Regions from separate parts of the Mus musculus genome. Here region 2 is linked to region 1. A link is a contact called in public targeted proximity ligation data. All regions are on one chromosome and are shown on one strand. The core of a region is the stretch at or near the end of the contact, and the rest is flanking DNA. Distances in the headings are between cores, read along the strand shown. Region 1 holds the start of Gpr137 (G protein-coupled receptor 137). Region 2 holds the start of Wdr74 (WD repeat domain 74).

What was found.
Region 2: a targeted proximity ligation map of pancreatic cancer cells shows a contact between it and region 1. A contact is called at or near these places in 1 of 39 promoter capture datasets (liver) and 1 of 130 datasets of targeted methods (pancreatic cancer cells).

The regions. Positions count from the first base shown.
Region 1 is chr19:6,937,329-6,943,291 of GRCm38.p6, reverse strand. It overlaps Gpr137 (G protein-coupled receptor 137), which reads left to right and starts at 2,099. Exons shown (of 7, transcript NM_207220.3): 1 at 2,099-2,809; 2 at 2,891-2,940; 3 at 3,538-3,763; 4 at 3,882-4,031; 5 at 4,152-4,280; 6 at 4,418-4,536; 7 at 4,763-5,235. The coding sequence starts at 2,453. The coding sequence ends at 4,922. It overlaps Bad (BCL2-associated agonist of cell death), which reads right to left and starts at 730. Exons shown (of 4, transcript NM_001285453.1): 1 at 668-730; 2 at 246-425. The coding sequence starts at 417.
Region 2 is chr19:8,732,917-8,738,630 of GRCm38.p6, reverse strand. It overlaps Wdr74 (WD repeat domain 74), which reads right to left and starts at 2,792. Exons shown (of 11, transcript NM_134139.1): 1 at 2,726-2,792; 2 at 2,538-2,644; 3 at 2,334-2,455; 4 at 902-977; 5 at 637-783; 6 at 377-478. The coding sequence starts at 2,789.

The sequences.
Region 1 (5,963 bases), core at 850-3,349:
CTGATCTTGGGGACATAATAAGGGGGTCTGTTTTCAGCATTCAGTGAGTCAGCTTAATCATTAAGGGCATACCATACATCTCTGTGAATTAGCCCAGTGATGGTTTGTAGAAGAAGCAATCTGATGAAAGGAGCTATCTGGGGCTTCCCAAGAATCTTTAGGAAGTATGGCTGCAACAGCAACGTAAGGGGCACCTGAGAGTCAGGGGGCATGGGACAGGCAGATAATGGTAGTGAGGAACCTACCTCCATGATGACTGTTGGTGGCTGCCCGTCCCTGCTGATGAATGTTGCTCCCCAGGAGACCTGGGGCCAGGTAGGGACCTGGCTGGTCCTCAGTGAGGCTAGGGCCCAGGCCCCTATCTGTAGCACTAGCGTCTTCCTGCTCACTCGGCTCAAACTCTGGGATCTGGAACATACTCTGGGCTGTAGAGACAAGGTAAGAAGTACTCACTACACAGCTAGGCAAACAGTGTTTATGAGAAGCAGAGGAGAGGTACTCCTGTCTCCCTCTCCCACCACGGTAGCTCAACTCCCCAAATCTTCCCAATCCCTCATTTGTCTGCTCAGTCTGCCTGGCTGTCGCCCGAATATTAAATCTCTCTTCAGAGCTCTGTCCAGACACTAGTGCGCTCCCCCTGCCCGTTAGGACCGGGAATAGGTCTCACCCCAAGCCCGATCTCGAGGCCCCTGACCCGGGCCTGCCTCCTCCCTCCAGTTCTAAGGGCGCCCGGCCCTAGTTTCCTGGGCGACGAGAACTGTCACAGATCTGACCCAATCAGTTTTCGAAGTAAATCCCGGGTCGGCCTGGAGGCGGGGCCACCCCAAGCCAGGTCCCACCCCTGCGCCGACCTGCTGGTCTCCACCGCCTTCCTCCCGCGTCGCTCCCCAGGCTCCGGATTCCGGGATCGGACTTCCTCAAGCCTAGGGCGTGTGCAGGAGCCAGCGAGGGCTGCTTTGGGGTTCCCATTTGGATCCTGGAGGCCTGCTTCGGCTGATAAGTCCTCCAGCCCTTCTGGGCCCGAATTCCCTCCTGTAAAATGGGGTTAATGACACCTCCCTGGGGAGCTGGTGAAAACTCTGTAAACAGCTTAGTGATTACTTATAGAGCCGTTCACTGAAGCTCGGCCGTCGGATGCAATGGTCGTTGCGATGGTTATTGCTCCCCCTGGACCGAGTGACCGGGATGGGAAGACCAGCTCCTTCTTCCCGATCGTGGAGGCCTTGCACTGCCCGTCTTGGGGACAACCCCCCGCGCCATTTCGGGAGCTCCTTTACGGCAGGATGGCCGCCCGGGTGCGGAAGAAGGGACGGGGCGCCCAGGAAGGCGAGCCGTGGGGCTCCAGGGGCCTCTGCTGCCAGGATAGGTGTGCGTACGCTGCCCCGGGCCGGAGCGCGGGGCCTGCAGACAGAAGCTAGGGGGCGGGGTCCGGGTACCATCTTGGTTGTGGGCGGAAGTTTCCTTCAGTGACCCTGTGCGGGGAAGTCGTTGCCGCCCCCCATATGGGCACGCCGAACGCGATGTGGATTTGGGAATCTAAGCGTGGGAAATGGTAGTCCCCAAACATTAAGAGCTGGCGGTCCATGGCACTGGTAGCCCAGGTGCTTGCTGCGTGCGGCCTGCTCTACTCTCGGCCGCCCGCCGCCATCCGTAACCCGGGACACCCGCCGGCAGCGCACCTTGCGGCGATTCTCGAAGAGATGCACGCCGGGCGCGGCGCATGGCTTCGGAGTCCCTGCCGGTCGCTACGCAGTTTACGTAGCGAACGGACGTCCGCGCAGGCGCAGGAGTGGGGCGGAGCAGAGGGAGCCGGGGAGCTGGAGCCCGGTGTCCCGGCGACCGGATCCCGCTTACCCCGCAGCGGCCTGAGACCTGACATCGACTTCCTCTTATTCACCGGGGCTGAGGGTGGACGCGGTGGGGGAACACGTCTGGAATCTTGAGGACAGAGGAAGAAGCCTCCCAATCCGGATTATTGGAGGGGAAAGAGGAACCAAGCTTGGGGAGGGGGAGAGCGGGGCGTTGGGCGCCCCCGCAGCGGCCGCTGTCCTAAGCTGACGGGCATCGGCCGGCTCTCCCCCTCCTGCCAGCCGGACACGAGCAACCAAGGCCAGGGACTCTGTGCCACTGCATCCTCGCATCTTGGCTCTGGGGCTGGCCCAGGGAGGGACACCCCCAACCCCCATTTCATTTGCCCTGGGTAGGAAAGACCACTTTATACACTCCAGAGTGACGGGTCTAGGGCCCAGGGCCCAGGTTACCCGTGCCCACCCCCACCCCCACCCCCACGCCCGACTCTGCTGAGAAGGAAAGGCCTGACAACCTCAACTTCTTTTTTCCAGAGTTTCCAGGTCTCACCACCTATTGCAGGTCCCACCCCTCCGTATTTATTTCCCTGGCTTCTGGCCAGCCCTCTATCTCTGTCTCCGGGTTTCAGGCCTCCCTCCTTGACATGGAGAGTAACCTGTCTGGTCTGGTGCCTGCAGCTGGGCTGGTACCTGCACTGCCGCCTACAGTGACCCTGGGGCTGACCGCTGCCTACACTGCCCTATATGCTCTGCTCTTCTTCTCTGTCTATGCCCAGCTCTGGCTGGTGCTTCTGTATGGGCACAAGCGCCTCAGCTATCAGACAGTATTCCTGGCGCTCTGTCTGCTCTGGGCAGCCTTGCGTACCACACTTTTCTCCTTCTACTTCCGAGATACTCCCAGGGCCAACCGCCTGGGGCCCTTGCCTTTTTGGCTTCTCTATTGCTGCCCTGTCTGCCTGCAGTTCTTCACACTGACGCTTATGAACCTCTACTTTGTGCAGGTAACCACGGGAACCGGTGTGGTGGGAGTAGGAGGGCAATCTCAATGGTCCAAAGGAGTGATGGGGTATCTCTGCTCCCAGGTGGTGTTCAAGGCCAAGGCGAAGCGTCGGCCAGAGATGAGCCGAGGCTTGTAAGTACTGGAGATGTCAATGGGTCAGTGGCAGGGAGGAAGCCCACCCAGCAGGGTTGAGACAGGAGGAACCTCAGAAGTATTTGTGATAGAGCTTGAGAAACCTGAAGCGTCTGATACAGACATCTATGATAGTGTCAGGGGAGAGAGACCATCAATATCACCTGTGGTGGAGAAAGATGGAGGCTCCAACCCATGGAATGCATGAAGTCCTGCTGCACTTTTAGTGACCTTGGCTGCAACACCCCTGTCCTTACACAGTGCCTTCTAGTTTATAAAGATATTTCACATCTCACCTGAGGTGCTATTCCTATCGTCATTTGAGAGGATAACTGAGGCCCAGTTAGACAAAGCACCATGTTCAAGGTCACACAGCTGGAATGAGGCCCACTCAGGAACAGATGTTTGACCCGGTGCTCCTATGATGCTGTAGCTCTCAATCACCCCCTCAGTTTCCTCATCTGCAGAAAGAGATGAGCAGAGTTTAGGTGTGGCCATCTGAGTTCTAACTGACCCTGGGGTCTCCTGAGGAGTCAGGGTTGCTGGTGAGGGCCGAGGGGATCCGTGGTCTGGGGCTGACTTTGCTGTGGGCTGCAGGCTGGCTGTCCGAGGGGCCTTCGTGGGTGCTTCACTGCTCTTTTTGCTGGTGAATGTACTGTGTGCAGTGCTGTCTCGCCAGCGCCAGGCACAGCCCTGGGTCCTTCTGCTGGTACGTGTCCTGGTGAGCGACTCTCTCTTCGTCATCTGTGCCCTCTCGCTTGCTGCCTGCCTCTGCCTTGTGGCCCGTCGAGCCCCTTCCACCAGCATCTACTTAGAGGCCAAGGTAGAGCCACCAACCTTGATGTAGCACCCTTGGGGGTCCTTGGACAGAGTTCTTTAGGATGTAAAGGAATATAGGAGCCCTCCTCTCCATGAAGATCCTCTATTGTCATCTCTGCCAGGGGACCAGCGTGTGTCAGGCAGCTGCTATAGGGGGTGCCATGGTCCTTCTCTATGCCAGCCGGGCCTGTTACAACCTGGCAGCTCTGGCCTTGGCCCCTCGGAGCCGGCTAGATGCCTTCGATTACGACTGGTACAACGTATCTGACCAGGTAGGCATTGGTCCTGTTTGTCCCTTCTTTGGTAACTATAATAACTAGCCTCCAGCTGGCCAGGGCCCTGCCAGCAGCCTCTGTGGTGGCAGAATGTCCTCAGCCCCTGCTTTTCCCCAGGCAGATCTGGTGAATGACCTAGGGAACAAAGGCTACCTGGTGTTTGGTCTCATCCTCTTCGTTTGGGAACTGCTGCCCACCACATTGCTGGTGGGCTTCTTCCGGGTACACCGGCCCCCACAGGATCTGGTAGGGACCCCCCCCCAACCACCTCTTGGTCCAGTATAGAGGGCTGGACCCTGGGAATTCTGGTCTGGGGTCCTGGGACAGTTACGGCAGCAGAAGAAAATATCCATAGTACCGACTTCTTTCCCCATACCTTACAGAGCACCAGTCGAATCCTCAATGGGCAGGTTTTTGGCTCCCGATCCTACTTCTTTGACCGGGCTGGCCACTGTGAGGATGAGGGCTGCTCCTGGGAGCATAGCCGGAGTGAGAGCACCAGGTAGGCGCCTCTACCCTGCCTGAAGTGCCTCGAGATCCAGCCTGCCTCCACGAGGCAATGGGAACCAGTCTGTTCTGAGTGAAACCCCTCTGAATTCCCAGTGCCCACCCCTGCCCACAAAAGCAGTTTGCCCTTTGACCTAGGGCTCTCTGTTTCTCAGCCTCTCCCATCTCAAGAATGTGGCCCTGGGCACTGCCTGGGACTCACCTTGTTTCTCTGCCCGCAGCATGTCCGGCAGCCTGGGCTCTGGCAGTTGGTATGGTGCCATCGGACGTGAGCCAGGCTGGGGAGGGGCCAGCCAGACGAGGACCACTCCTCTGCTCTTCTCCCAGGTGCCAGGACCTGGTAGTCACCACCACAGCCTCTATTCTACACCACAGACGTGATCTGCTTTTACTCCCCTTAGAATACCCAGGCCCCAGCTCCCCTGATCCCTGGCCCCTGTGCCAAGTACGTCTGCTGCTTCTTGCCCAGGTTGCCAGGAGACTGTGGCTGCTTCTCTCCTCTGGCCGGCTCCTTGCCGCTCCTATTGTAGTGAGCTTGTGCCATCCCCCTAAAATGGAAACAAGGCCCCAGGATACCAGATGCCCACAGTGCCCTGGCATGACCTGCCACCTCTGCTTCCACACTGGAGCCGGCTACCTCTCCTGTGCCTACCACTCAATAAACAGAGGCTGTGCCCTGTCCTCCCTCCTGTCACTCGTCTGTTCCTTCTCACCTTGACCTGTTTGGCATCGGGATAATCAGACGCTGGCCCGTGACATGGGTTGCCAGGCTGGGCAGCTGCCATTCACCTTTGGCGAAGGTAGTGAGCCCCGAGCAGCAGGGACACTGCACGTGCCTCTGCTCTTAAAGCTCTCCTGGTTCAGAGTAGCCTTCTCTGTGCTGCCCAACCTGGCCCGAAAGTCCTGGCCTCAAATGATCCTCCTGCCTTAGGCTCAGCTCAAATACCTGAAGCGAGAGGTTTGTCCTGGTTGAAAAGTCACTTCCACAGGCTGGGGATGTGGCTTAACTGTTGAGTACTTTCCAGGAATGTCCAAGGCCATGAGTTGAATCTCCATGGGAGGGGCCAGGGAATCAAATCTCCACGAGACTTCACTGGTTGTACAGAGAGCCATAACCCCTCCTGGACCACACAGCAATGTAATTATGTGGCTTTCAGGCATCTTTAATTAATTTATTTATTTAATTTTTTTTTGGGGGGGTTTTGAGACAGGGTTTCTCTGTATAGCCCTGGCTGACCTGGAACTCACTTCGTAGACCAGGCTGGCCTCAAACTCAGAAATCCACCTGCTTCTGCCTCCCAAGTGCTGGGATTAAAGGCATGCACCACCACGCCCGGCTAAAATTTTTTGTTACATTTATTTATTGTGTGTGTGTGTATGTGTGGGCTCATGTATTGTAGAGGCAATTATCTCCTTCTGTCC
Region 2 (5,714 bases), core at 1,543-4,042, 1.8 Mb before region 1:
AGACTGTGCCTAATACTGTCAGATCTCATGAGCCTGGTTAGTACTTCATGGAAGGATTATATAATTGTTTTGCAGACAACCTGATGTTCACCCATGATATCTGTTCCCTGTGGAACCTCCTGTGGAAGGAGCACTCCCTTTGCTTTCCCTTCTAGGAAGGAGAAATAGAAACCCAGAGTTCAGAATTCCACCCTGGAATGCAGTAAGGGGAAAGTAGTAGGCTCAGCCATGGGCTTTGTTGACTAAGAAAGTATGAGCTCCTTTGATAACCCAGGCAGAGTTACACCATGCAACCTACCTACTCTATCAGGAGACACTTTTTTTGTTGTTTTTCTGAATTCAAGCTACTTCAATCCGGGAGTAAAAAGAGCCTCACCTGGTGGTACCCTGTGCATGTGACAAGTTTCTGTGACCCAGGGAGGAACTGTGTATCTTGGTCCCAAATAGGAACTCGGAGATCAAGCCAATCATTCCGCACCTGGTGTGGAAGGTACATATGGGCACAAAGTTTGATAAGCCTGACCTGTTTCCTCCAATCCTCCATACCCCCAAAGCCATCTAGGTCATGTCAGTGGCTTTCACTTCCCCAACCTCAATCAAACATAGCATCTCCCCAACCCTTCATCACTCACTCACATTTTTGGCCCTGAATACAGGCTCCTCAGACCCCTGTAGGTCCCATACTTTCAAAGCATTTTCTTTCCCACATGTGGCAACCACATGTGTATGTGTGGGATCTTGGCGCATCCTACACACCCCAGGACCCACCTTCAGTTCCAAGAGCTGAAAATAACCAGAGATGAGTTAGTCTCAAAGCCCTTAATCTTTCCTTTACCAAATTCCCCATCAGACCCCTACCCTAGCTCCCATCCTTTCAACCACCGGGACAGGTAAACCTTACTGGGTCAGAGGACGCCTCTTTGTCATTTTCACACCAGACTCTGAGGATCCCAGAATCCACACATGTGATAAGGGTGCTGAAAGCAAGCAAGAGAATATTGGGATTTTACAAAGTATAAGCCAGGTTTTATGGTGCACAGCTACCAGTGTGGGGAGTAAAGAGAGAACCTGGAATTCCACGTCAGTCTGAGCTACATAGTGAGTTCAAGGCCATCCTGGCTACATGAGATACTAAACAACAAAACATACATACCTTCCCTCCCCCAGCCCCCAGAAATAAACAACCCAACCCAAACAACGATAACATAAACCTCTTCCCTGGAAGCCCAAGCCGTTTCCCAGGCTCTGCACAACTGTGTCTGTGTTCTTCCACACATCTGCCACCCTAGGCTTAAGCTCTAGATTGCTTGCCTGGGCTGTGGCAAAGAGCCTTTGTGATACTCCTTGCTCCTACAGGCTCAGAGCTCTGTCCATGACACTTCCTATTCAAACCCAATACACTCTATTATCTAGGAGATAAGATCTCAACTCAGTACAAAAGCCCTTTCCATTTAATCGCAACCAAATACAATGCCAAACTTACATGTATACTGATGTTTCCTTGACTTCAGCCTCCAAATGGCATTTGTCCTATGTATGTAGCGTTTTAGTATGTTAACTCCTCCTTAGTCTCTGCTCAGTATCTGCTTTTTAGATTGTATCTCTTTTGTCAAGATTATATACTTGTACTTCAAGACCTAGTTCAAAACTCCATTCTATATAACCTGTCTGGAGCTCACCTGTTGAATTACCAAAGCAGCCTTCTTTCTTCATCGATCTAGAAAAGCTGCTCCCAGATTACTAACTTTGGTGACTCTTCCTTCCTAGCCACCACTTTGGAAGCTTCATTATCTTATATTTTTGTCAATCCTACTTAAACACGTGTTCAAAAACATTAAATTATGTGCACAGAACGTTATAAAGGAGCCAGGATAAAAATTCTATCTAGAGGGCTGGTGAGATGGCTCAGTGGGTAAGAGCACCCGACTGCTCTTCCGAAGGCCAGGAGTTCAAATCCCAGCAACCACATGGTGGCTCACAACCATCCCTAACGAGATCTGACTCCCTCTTCTGGAGTGTCTGAAGACAGCTACAGTGTACTTACATAGAATAAATAAATAAATCTAAAAAAAAAAAAAAAAAAAAAATTCTATCTAGAATGCAAACTTTATTAAGGCATGTGTTTTTCCCAAAATCCTTATACTTTTCCTTCATGCTTTCAATCGCTGTCCGATGAATGCATGTTATAGGGATGAACGTAAACAAGAACCTTGGTTTGCAATCACCTATCCCAGTGATTGTATCACCTAAAGTGTTTAACTTAAAGTATTCAGTTCAATCCAAGAGAGCCCCAAACGCTATGTAACCTGGGCTAGAATGTGGGTGGTCCTTACCCATCCGCCTGGGCGAGACCTCGGAACGTGCCTTCCCCGCCTGGGCAGTATCTCTGGCTCAGGAATGTACCCTCCTCAGCATTAAAGTACCTCACGGTTCTGTCCGCACAGCCCACCAAGATCTGCCAGCAGAGAAAGGAATGATGGAAGAAGGGCAAGACTGTCAGGCATCCCTTAGCTCCGGCCCGGCCAGAGGCTGCTCACTTGGGTCTCGCCGCCAGTGCCCCAGCACAGAGCATTCACTGCCTCCTCCCGCCGCGGCTGTCCGGACGGTGTGAAATTTGCCGCATGTTTCCGCTGAAGGTTCACCCCTAAGGGACGAGGACGTCAGTCACGCTGGGGTGACAAACAAGCGACCCCTGCACTGTCCCACAAACAACTCTAATACTCACCTTTCAGGATGCCGGTCTCAGTGCCGACCCACACATGGTTCCAGCGAGCCGAGGCAGTCGCCATCGCAGACCAGCCCGTGGCTTGCACTTCCGGCGCGCCACTACTGCATCATCAGCGAGCGCCGGATTCAGTCTGACAACTCGGGTCTCTCACTCTGTACCCGCCCCAAACTGTCATTTAGCCCCTCTTCTTCCCTCCTTCCTTCCATCCCTCCCCTCTTACCCCCAACCTTCAAAAAGGCACACATTTTAAATCTCAGCACTCTGGAGGCAGAGAAAAGAGGATCTCTGTGGGCTCCGGGACAGCCAGGGCTACAGAGGGAGTTCCAGGACAGCCAGGGCTGCACAGAGAAACCCTGTCTTGAATATACAAACAAAACGCACACACACCTCAAACAGGACATGCTTGTTTAAGGAGAACCAAAAAGTAAGGACCATCTTTGCACTGTCTGTGAAAAGCATAATTTCTAAACTGCAATACTGTGTGGAGCCAGGTCTCTTCCATCTCCCTATTTTGTGTTAATTATATCCCACACTATTAAAAGAATTTCAGAAGTTATTCTCTATTTTCTGACCATCAGTAGGTGTGTCTGCATATGGCTGCACATGGGTGCAGGAGTCCAAGGATGTCAGAGGAGTCGGATCTCCAGGATGAAGCCACAGATACAGATGGTTATAAGTTGTCTTCTAGATTCTGGGAATGGAACCAAGGTCCTGTGGAGGAGCTGCAAGTGCTTTTAATCACTGAACCATCTCTTCTTGAAAAGTAGAGACCTGGTTATGATTTTTATTTGCTCAAATTAAGGCTATAGTCAGAAATTTTATTTCTTTAAAAACCCAGGGGGCTGGCGAGATGGCTCAGCAGATAAGAGCACTGACTGCTCTTCCGAAGGTCCTGAGTTCAAATCCCAGCAACCGCATGGTGGCTCACAACCACCCGTAATGAAAACTGACGCCCTCTTCTGGTGTGTCTAAAGACAGCTACAGTGTACTTTCATGTAATAAATAAATCTTTTTTTTTACATTAAAAACCCAGTCACGTAAATATGGTTTTTTTTTAAATCCCAGGTGTAGCATAAGAGGATGCTTCAGTTTGTCCATAGCTGTTAACTATGATTGTCTCATAATTTAGGAGGAGTATGATTTTTTTGCCAGCTGCAGATAGTTTACATTTGCAATTATGGGGACTCTGGAGAGGGATAAGTGTAAGGGGTCCTAGAGAGGTGGGAGGACCTCTGAAGAAGGCAGAGGCAGCTGCTGCTTCCTACTGCTGCCCCTGGTTCCTGGTGTTGAAGTTTGATGAGAAGCTGGAGATATCCTGACTATGAAGATATCACTGCCCCAAGAAACACGATGTCCCTAATCAGCAGGAAGTCGCCTAGAGACTACTGTTTCTCCTTTCCCCTTTCCCTCTAGCCTTTTTTCTCTCCTATCTAGTGTTGGGGGATTAGAAGGGATTAGGGTGGAATAAGGGTTGGAAGGGAGATAGAGGTATAAGAACTCAATAAAATAGTTTTTAAAAAATTCCAACAGCCAGGCATGGTGGCACATGCCTTTAATCCCAGCACTCGGGAGGCAGAGGCAGGTGGATTTCTGAGTTTGAGGCCAGCCTGGTCTACAAAGTGAGTTCCAGGACAGACAGGACTACACAGAGAAACCGTGTCTCGAAAAACAAAAACAAACAAACAAAAAAAAGAAGAAGGAAGAAAAGAAAACAGCATTCTGATCTGATTCCTGGGATAAAACTGAACTTGCCCAAGTTTTGCAGTCCCCACAGTCCAGACTTGAAGGCAGGCTCTACACACAAAAAAACAGAGGAACTTCTTGCCCTTTGTCAAAGAATTTATGAAGATTTCAACTTCTTTTAAAAAAAAACAAAACAAACAAACAAAAAACAGACAAAACATTCAAATTGTTTGAAGTAAATTTCTGGTTGGGAAGATGGTTCAGTATTTAGAGCACTGGCTGCTCTTACAGAAGCACCTCGTGGAGGATTGCAATTCTCTGCCATGGAACCTGAACTTTTTTTCTGGTCTTTAAGCATACAAATGATGCCCAGGCATCCAGACAGCCAAAGCACATACACATAAAAGAAACCACTACAAAGAGCAAGTTTCACTCCTGAGAACTCTGAAATAAAACTAATAAGAAGCTCTGGAAAGCCGGGCAGTGGTGGTGTACACCTTTAATCCCAGCACTTGGGAGGCAGAGGCAGGTGGATTTCTGAGTTTGAGGCCAGCCTGGTCTACAAAGTGAGTTCCAGGACAGCCAGGGCTTCACAGAGAAACCCTGTCTCAAAACAAACAAACAAACAAACAAACAAATAAAAAAGCTCTGGAAAGCTGGAAAACCTAAGCCTGAGAAATAATGACAGACTTTGCAGCATCCATGTTTTACCTACATGTATTAGAATGTACCCTAAATTGTGTGTACATGCAGAGGGAACCAGAAACCATTGAAACAAAAAGCCTAGAGAGGTCTGAAAATACAAGTATACTTTAAACATCTACATAAGGTTGAAAAATAGACGTACTTAGAATGCTTAGCAATTTAGACGCCGGGCGGTGGTGGCAAGCAGTCTTTAATCTTAGCAGAGTAAGGCAAATCTCAGAATTTAGAAGGCAGCATACTTTACAGAGCAAGTTCCAGGACAGCCAGGAATAAAAAAAGAAGCCCTGTCTCAAAAAAGGCAAAAGTGTCATGACTAAGACCAGATTTCAACAAGAGGGAGACAGAGACAGTCAATCACCTCTACAAAATGGTAAAAGTAAGACAAGCTGCACCTAGAGCCTTCTTTAAAGGTTGTGCATTCCTCGAGGGGATACACCATTCCCAGAAGTACTGCAATGCCCAATCAGTGCATAGAGTGGACAGAGCAAGCTCCCATTCTACCTCCTAATTCCAAAGCAGATACTGAAAGACCTCCGAAGGGAGACCCTCACTCAAGTCTTGAGATAATAGCAGACCCCCAAGAACTCACGAGAGACCA